Linked DNA regions of Zea mays: regions 1 and 2 are each linked to region 3. The links are chromatin contacts, called in public Hi-C maps. All regions are on one chromosome and are shown on one strand. Each heading gives the region's core, a stretch centred on a gene start, on an enhancer-like site or on the middle of the called end of the contact. The rest is flanking DNA. Distances are from core to core; before and after follow the strand shown.

Region 1 (2,805 bases), core at 25-2,524, 300 kb after region 3:
AAAAGGTCTTCTCAGAGGAACGAAGTTTTAGCAGTAGCAATTCCAAGGGCCAAACTGTTGTAAAACAGTGGTGGTACACCATCCAAACACAACAGTATGAAAAAAGGGGCATCAACATTAGGCATGAACAACATCTGCAACAGATACTTGCAAGCACAACAACCTGCCCCCTCGTCTCTAATTATCTTGGTAACCTGCGACACAACAAAGTACTAGAGGCCGAGCGCAAAGAGGAACGATAGATTCCATACATTCCTGTCGTTCTAGAGGCCGAGCCCTCCAATCTTGTCAAAAACAGCGAGTGTTCTTCCCCTTCTGTTCTTCCCTCCAACCGCAACTTCTCTCTGTTATCACGAGCAGTGCTGATAACGTATTACAGTTCAGTGAAAACGAGATTCGAGAGAATAGTGCAAATGACAGTTTTTCCTTTATTACAACAGAGATTATATTTATATATATATGAAGGAGTACATTGTCAAAAAATGTATCCTTAAGAATCATCTGTCGCACCCCTTGAATTGATCACAAATATAATATTTTATAACACCCCTGCAAAGATCCTCTCAACTCTCAACTCTCAACCCGGGACGTGCCGTGTTCCCCAAACCGTCGCCACTGCAGACCAGTCCAACGCTGAGCCGGATCCACATCAACTAGTGCCAAACTGTCAGGGCCAGCCGCCCTCCGGGGGCCCCACTGCCAGTCTGCGCGGCCCTCTACTCCACCGCACCGGGTAAAGGGTAGGCAGAAGAAACTAGACGCAAGTCCACACCAATCCGACGGCCTACGCTGCCTCGATGTAATCGCACGGTACTCGGCTCAGAGCTGTCTATTTCTGAACTGTTTGCTATCAAGCCACTTCCACTGTGGGCCCATATATCTTGGCCAGCTCTGTCAGTGATGTCCAATACCCAAACCCGAGGTACGCCTGGGCCCAGCAATTAACTAATAATATCTCGTGCTAAAAAAACAGAGACGAAAAAAAAAGAAAAACAAGGCAGGAGAAAAAGATGCTTTTGGCATCATCCAGCCCACCACGTCTCTCCCGCTCTCCGGCCCGCTCTCCACCCACCCCCTCTCAAAAGAAACACACGCCCCTCGGATACCGCCACGTCAGCGATCCGCGCCTCTCGATCCGAGCACTCGCATTGGCCGCGCGCGAGACCCACTAGCCAACCTCCCTGCGCCTGGTCCAGGGCGCGCCCCGTGAACCGCTCCCCTCTTCCCCCAATGGCGAGGAAAACACCCACCCCGTATAAGATCACTCTGTATTTCAAATCCCCTCGCATCCAAACACTTCCGTGGAAAAAAAACAATTAATAATTTATTACTGGCAGAAGGGGGAAGAAGAGATGGTGGACGAGGCATGGGAGCGGGCGGTGGAGGCGGCGCTGCACGCCGGCGGCGAGGGGAGCTCGTCGCCGGCGCGGAGCCTGACGCTTGACGGCGCCGTCAAGTGCACGCACGGGCGGCTGCCGGCGGCAGAGATACTGGAGCGGCACCAGAGCCTGGAGCACCTTTCGATCGCTGGCGTCGGGGTCACGTCGCTCGAGGGTTTCCCGCGGCTGCGGAACCTCACGCGGCTCACCCTCTCCGACAACCGCATCGCCGGCGGTCTCGACCACCTCGTCGCCGCTGGCCTGTCCTCGCTGCGGGACCTCGACCTCAGCAACAACCGCATCCAGGACGTTGACGACCTCGCGCCACTCGCCGACCTGCGCCTCGTCTCGCTCGACCTCTACGAGTGCCCCGTTACCCGTGTCAAGGACTACAGATCCAGGGTCTTCGAGATGATCCGGACGCTCAAATACCTGGACAAGATGGATGCCGACGAGAACGAGCGCCCCGAGTCCGATGACGACGATGACGACGGCGAGGGCGATGGCGAGGGCGATGGCGACGATGATGACGAAGATGAAGAAGACGAGGAAGACCCTGGGAGCGGCGAGGTAGCGAACGGCGGCGTCGCCCATGCGCGCGCGGGCGTGCCCTCGCACCCGGTGGAGGTGAATGGGGTGATCGATGTGGACGAGGAGGAGAGCGACGCTGACGAGGTCATCCCGAACGGTGGTGTCGAGCACAGCCATGGCGCAAACGGGTTTCGTGTCGCGGCTGCTGGCGAAGCCCGTGGCGAGGAGGATGAGGACGTGGAGGAAGATGACGACGACGACGATGACTTTGAGGAGGAGGATTTGGGGGAGGAGATTGATGAGGATGTTGATGACGAGGATGCTGTTGTGGAGGTGCATGATGTACCAAGTAGTGACGAGGAGGAAGATGGCGTGGAGGAGGATGAGGAAGAAGAGGATGAGGACGAAGATGATGAAGAAGAGGAGGAGGTTGAGGATGAAGGTGAAGAGGCGGAGCCACAGAGCAGTGGTAGGGTTGCCATGATGACAGGCGAGGATGAAGGAGAAGAGATAGATGGGCATGAACATGGAGAAGGGGACGATGAGGATGAAAATGGTGAGATTGGTGAAGAGGATGAGGAGGGATTGGAGGTGGGGAATGATGACGACGAAGACGACGCAGATGCGGATGATGAGGTATATCACATTGATTTTCTTGCAGGCGTTTCAAGTGCTTTTCCATTTATTGCAATTTCCTGTTTACTCAGTTGTTAATCTTTTTACGGTTATCTATTTGTTTATATCACTGCAGATGACATAACATGCATTTTGTTTTTTTAGTATAGTATTGTGAAAGTTGGCTCTTAGCGAAATTAATTTGTCACGGTGTTGCTCTTGTATCTGCTAGTGAGCTGCCTAGGATCATCCGGGAGAGCTGTAGAGCACCGTGGCGGTT
Region 2 (2,823 bases), core at 123-2,622, 350 kb after region 3:
ACCATTTCCTGACAAGGAGCCCTATACATATAGTCTAGCTAATGAGCTAATTATCTGTGGTATGGCAAGCAGACAAAGGTTTACATCATAATTACCAACACTTACATGGTTAGACTTAGACTTGGGATGGACATAATGATCCTCCATTTCCCGTAAAAGGCACATGCATTACAAAATGGTGTCACTGAGCTCCAAACAACATTTTGCTTCTGAGAAATCAGATGAACTGACACCTAAATGAACATGAACCTGTGCGGCAAGTAGTCAGCGTTGAATTAGCCGAGTTGACAATAACAAGCTAAAGGACAAGCGTATGCGTATTGGATTGCGACCCTACTTTATCAGTTACAGCTTTACATCTATTGCAGTGCTAAGTGGTATTTGCTTTCAGTGGATTATCTCATTAACATCATCAGCCAGGTTTTTTTTCCATCTCAGATGTTTGGACAGTGGAAAATACTCTAGAAAATCTTTGTTTTATACCGAGAGTGGATCAGCACTGTATATCACTAATTTTGTGCCTGTGAGTTGTCAGTTCCGAGTAGGTCCTCGTAGGAAAGATGCTTCAGCTGTTCAGAAGTTTATTACGCACTCAGAAACCTGGCTCGACAGTCGACACTCCCCTGAAGTTCTCACATGCATATTCATACCCTCAAGATGACTCTTATCGCACATCTATAATTGAATTAAGAAATCAACACAATCTACACAAACTTAGATTCAAGTCATCTAATCCTAGATAGAATAGAAAAGGGATTGCAGATTCCCATCCACCCCAACTGCCAAAAACATCAACGCGCCACCCCAGGCAACCCACGAAATAGTGGTCAGCTCACAGAACTTGCGCTCGGATTCTAGGAACAACAAACACATCGTGCAATGCGAGCTAGGCTGAAGCCTGAAGCCAAAGCTTATCCAAGCAAGCATGGCCAAGAAAACCAAATCAAACCGCAGTGCAAGGCTAAGGCATGGCAAATTTCCAAGCGGAAAATCAAGAAAACCAGAGGGGGAAAGCCTTGTGAGTGACAAGATTGAAGAAAAAGATGAACCGAATCAAACCGCAGTGCAAGGCTATAGGCTAAGCCGCTAAGGCATGGCGAATTGGCAACCCAGCAGAGCGAGCACGATGCCACTCTGGCAGCGGAGAGCAGAGGAGCCATCCATTCTGAAGCGACAGTGAACTCAAGAACAGAACTGACCAATCGAGGACTCATTATTAGAGGGATCAGGAGGAGTGTACCTGTATCTCCTTCCTCTCCCCTTCAAGTTTCTCTCTCTACCTTCTTCGGTCCCTTGAACCGTATCGATAGATAGAGAAATACGTCGAAGCAAGTGAGAGGCCGCTCCTGCTGCCAAATATATGCGGCTATGCGCCTACTGTACAAACAAAAAAATGTTTCGCCCTCCTCTCCGCTGCTCGGTGCTCACACGTCAGTCACCCCCGCCTTGAATATTGGTAGGTGCACCAAGAACCAGACTTGCTATGTTTTCATGGGTTCTGTTTGGGACCGCGGCATTCGTCACCGCTACGTGCAATGTGGCGAGTGGCGACCTCAGCCTCCACCTTGTGGCACGGAAAACGCGAGGGCTGTTCAATCTCGCGATCGCTGTATCTCCAGCGGTGAAAGGAATCATCGATTCTCATGAGCTGTTTGGTGGGTGATCCTCGCCGGCCGCAATCCTTGTTCGGTTAGGCCAATCCACGAGAGGATTGGAGGGATTTAAATCTCCTCCTAGTCAAAATGACTAGGAGGGGATTTAAACCTCTACAATCCCCCTCTAGATTGATGTGGTGTAACAGAACACGCCCTTAAACGGTCTCAAACCCTCTTTTCTTTTCTTTTTCTATTTCTTATTTCTATTTTCTATTTATATTTCTTTTATCTCCTTTTCTTTTGAACAAATAAATAACTAAATAATCTTGGGTGCTAGAAAAATAATAGTCTATGTGAGGTGCTTCTAACAATCAAATGTATGCATATGATGAGATGACTAGGGGGGAAATTTTGGGTGAGATAAAAAAAGAGGAGGGGTTAGGAGATTAGGGTTCCAAACCTCGGGTTGAAATTTTGGGATGTTACACAGAGGAACCAGCAGGAGCACGACGACGTGCGCGCTTTCCGATCTTGACTTGACGGAGCGGCGGGTGGACTCATCAGTATTACAAAACCCACATTTTTTGTTCTCATTCCAATTTCTTTTGATGAGGTTATCTTTAGTTAGAATAATCCCTTTAACCAAATACCACAGAAAGATTTTAATCTTTAGGGGTAAATTTAGTTTCCAAATCAGCTTGTGATTAAACATTTGACCGTTATCAATGAGAGCCTGATACATTGATTGCACCGTGAACTGACCAGAAGATGTTTCCGTCCACTTAAAGACATCTCTATTAGAGCTCTATGTTGGTCTTACTATATATAAGGAAACTATATCAAGTTTCATTTGATAATAAAATTATGGCGTTTGGAACTAGATCGAGGTTCATTTGATAATAGAATTATAGTTAGCAGCACCGAATGCACCAGTAAGGCATCGGATAGGAGTTGCATTATGTTGAAGAAAGGGCGACTAAGACAGAATGCATTTGACACGCAGTTGATATGGCACTCAGAGAAGTCTGTAACGTCTTCATGGATATTCATAAGGGCATAACCGCATAAGGCATTAAACATATAAAGTGTGTCATTGGATATCCTATCGTACAACAATGTGAGGAGGCCTATAACACATGTAACATATACGATGTATTGTATCCCATAAAATCATTATAAGTTTGAAAAAAGAATTTTAGCACTAGAAAATAGAAAAATTTCCTAGAAA
Region 3 (2,798 bases), core at 4-2,503:
ACAATTAATTATAGAAAAATGATATTGACCAAGTATTAGAACTACACAGTTATTCACAGTGGAAATGCTTCAGTGCACCAAATTGATAGGCTTCATTTCGTGTAACTATTCGTATATAACTTACATAGGCATCCTTTTTCGGCGGTCTGCAACATTTCTTTCACGGTTCAATACAGTCGGTTCTATCAAAACTTTTTTATGGAAAATATGTTAGATAAACTTGTATTTTCAGTTCAGTTTAGTAAAAGAGGCGTTCAAGTTCAGTTTAGTACTCATTTCATGTCAAGAAAAGGAAGTTATATCATGATGATCCAAAAATCACCATTTACCTTGACTTGTCATAAACTGAATTTGTTTCTATGAAATTTTGTTGTGGAGTTTCAAATTTTGTTTCTATGAAATTGTGTTGGTTGCGACTTGAAAATGAGAGTTGCGATTTGTCCTTGTTTGGAAAATGAGGTTCAATAAATAGCTTTCTCATGATTGGTAGATCCAGAATAGAAGAATGAAGAGAAGTGGGTGAGAGAGGATTCTGGATGGATGCAGGTACTCCGTACAGAAAAACAGTCTTCCATCTACCATTTTATCTAAAAAAAGCATCGACCTCTGTATACCGGCCACATGCATATAAACTTTATACCCCAATCAATACCCCACCACACATCAGTTTGACATTATTATATTCCTTAAGCTTTTGCATATATAAATTTTAATTCTAATTCAATATAATTCATGTGCTTACTTATCAACCATTTAATCATAAACCCTAAACATCCACTAACCGAAGCATATGTCAAATTGTGATGTAATATTAATTCATGACATAACAAGGCATGCTAAATCTTTACTAGCAGAATAGTCTAGTCAAATCTATTTAATTATGACAGATTAATAAACCACAAGCAATAATAATATATAACAATAGAGGATGACTGACCTCACTGATCGGAACACAAAATGTTGTTCTAGAACATTGGCCGACATTGTTTGGGTACTCTAGTATTCACTCTAATCCATATGTATTGAAGTTGATTAAGGTGTAAATTAAACTAATTTACACTTTAATCCATCTTAATACATATGGATTGAAGTAAATAATAGAGTATTTAAACAAAACGACAAGAGACGAAACCTAGGGCCTACGGGTGCAGTGAGGGCTGTGAGGCACGTTGCAATTTCTGAGGTGATCCATGCTTTGAAGCTGGGCTCTGCCAGACAAGAGGACGGCAGCGGCCCACATCAGATAGCACGCACATAATCAAGCCCTCCTGCCATTTCTGTCCAACCCACCAGGGCCCGAAGCACGGGACCGGACGGGGCGAGGAGAGTGAAACGGCGCGCAATCGCCGCCACCGCCGCGTCGGCACGTCCGCCCCACCTCTTCGCTTAGGCACGCGCCAAAACCAGTCACCGGCCGCAATCTGCCAATCTCCCGAGCCGCAGTCCTACGCTCCGGCTCCTCCACCTCCTAACCGCATTTGTTGATGACGGCGGAGCAGGAGTGGAGTGAGGTCCAGGTCCGGGCCCTCGACGGGCGATCCACGGTCGTCAAGCTGCCCCTTGGCGCCTCCGTCCGGGACCTCAAGGCCGCGCTCCGGACGTCCTTCTTGCCCGCGCAAGTCTCCCCCAGCTTCCACCTCTTCCTGAAGGTGCCGCGCAACAGCCTACCGGCCTCTAGCTTTCCGGCGTGTGCCAAGACTGTGTCGCTTCATCATGGCATATTGGCATTGATTCCTCATTGGGTTATTAGATTAGCGGTTGCAGCTTCACTATCGACACTAGTTAAATACAGTAGCACCTTTCTCGTGCTGAAATTTTTCCTCATGTGCTGAAGGGTGCTAAATTGCGTTTAGACGCTGAGATTGGCAGCCTTGCTATCGGCGATGGGGACTTCATTGTTCTCGTACCCTTCACAAGGACGCCACAGCAGCATTTTTCAGTTAGCACAGCAAGTCAAGATCAGGGCCACTGTCCACCAAAACAACCAGAAGTGTCTTCTGCGGCTAATTCAGCTTGGCAAGACATTATGGATGACCTCTCAGCAATGCCAGCCAGCCCACAGTCTGATGCTGCTTCCAAAGATTTTTACTCCTCATGTGACCCGTGCTCTGGGAGATTTACGGAGGATATGAAAGCGGGTCAAATTTCGACAAGTGGGTCATCAAGGAAAAGGAGGAAAACATGCAAGGAAAACGGAAATGGTTCCCCACAAATGGTGTCCTCGTCTGAAGCAAATGGTACAGCTGAGAAACACAACATAAGCAAGAAAAGTGGGGTGGCCAAATCTGCTGCTATGTTATGTCATGTATGTATCACCTCTTTTTTTTTTCTATCAGCCATTGTCAATTTCATCTTAATTTTCATCACCTGGAGAAGAAACCCAAATGACAGATTAGTGTTTATTGCCCAAGAAAAATGCAATACGCATATGGCATACATATTGACTTGCCATACATATTTTTCCCTTAGAAGCTGGATAGCCTTTTGATATTATGTGGTTGCAATGCAGGATATGCAACCTTTGAAACCTGCTGAAATGGTTGAACATCTGAAACAAGGACTTGGAAAGGAGGGGCAGGTTTTCACTTATATAACTTTCTGAAATTTATACTGCAAACAAAGCAATAGCATTTTAATATTGCAATTTGTATGTGCAGATCGTACATATCCAAGAGATATCATCTAGAGAGGCATCATTTACAGAACTTCCTTGTAATCTTTCAGAAGCTATGAGAGAAGCGCTGAAGAGTATTGGAATATCTAGACTGTATAGCCACCAGGTATGCCATGCTGTGTCA

What was found. Hi-C and Micro-C count contacts between places; a contact is called where the count stands out from the background.
Region 1: a Hi-C map of tassel shows a contact between it and region 3, with 2.2 times the contacts expected there. The contact joins the promoter of LOC100383529 here to the promoter of LOC103633409 in region 3. A contact is called at or near these places in 2 of 25 Hi-C or Micro-C datasets (leaf and tassel).
Region 2: a contact with region 3 is called in a Hi-C map of leaf, with 5 times the contacts expected there. The contact joins the promoter of LOC100280919 here to the promoter of LOC103633409 in region 3. A contact is called at or near these places in 2 of 25 Hi-C or Micro-C datasets (leaf and leaf mesophyll).

The regions. Positions count from the first base shown.
Region 1 is chr7:174,067,463-174,070,267 of Zm-B73-REFERENCE-NAM-5.0, forward strand. It overlaps LOC100383529 (Acidic leucine-rich nuclear phosphoprotein 32-related protein), which reads left to right and starts at 1,275. Exons shown (of 2, transcript NM_001176177.1): 1 at 1,275-2,546. The coding sequence starts at 1,353.
Region 2 is chr7:174,115,472-174,118,294 of Zm-B73-REFERENCE-NAM-5.0, forward strand. It overlaps LOC100280919 (nuclear transcription factor Y subunit A-3), which reads right to left and starts at 1,373. Exons shown (of 7, transcript NM_001153839.2): 1 at 1,241-1,373; 2 at 106-249; 3 at 1-21. The coding sequence starts at 165.
Region 3 is chr7:173,769,355-173,772,152 of Zm-B73-REFERENCE-NAM-5.0, forward strand. It overlaps LOC103633409, which reads left to right and starts at 1,254. Exons shown (of 23, transcript XM_008655111.4): 1 at 1,254-1,649; 2 at 1,835-2,305; 3 at 2,510-2,578; 4 at 2,658-2,780. The coding sequence starts at 1,485.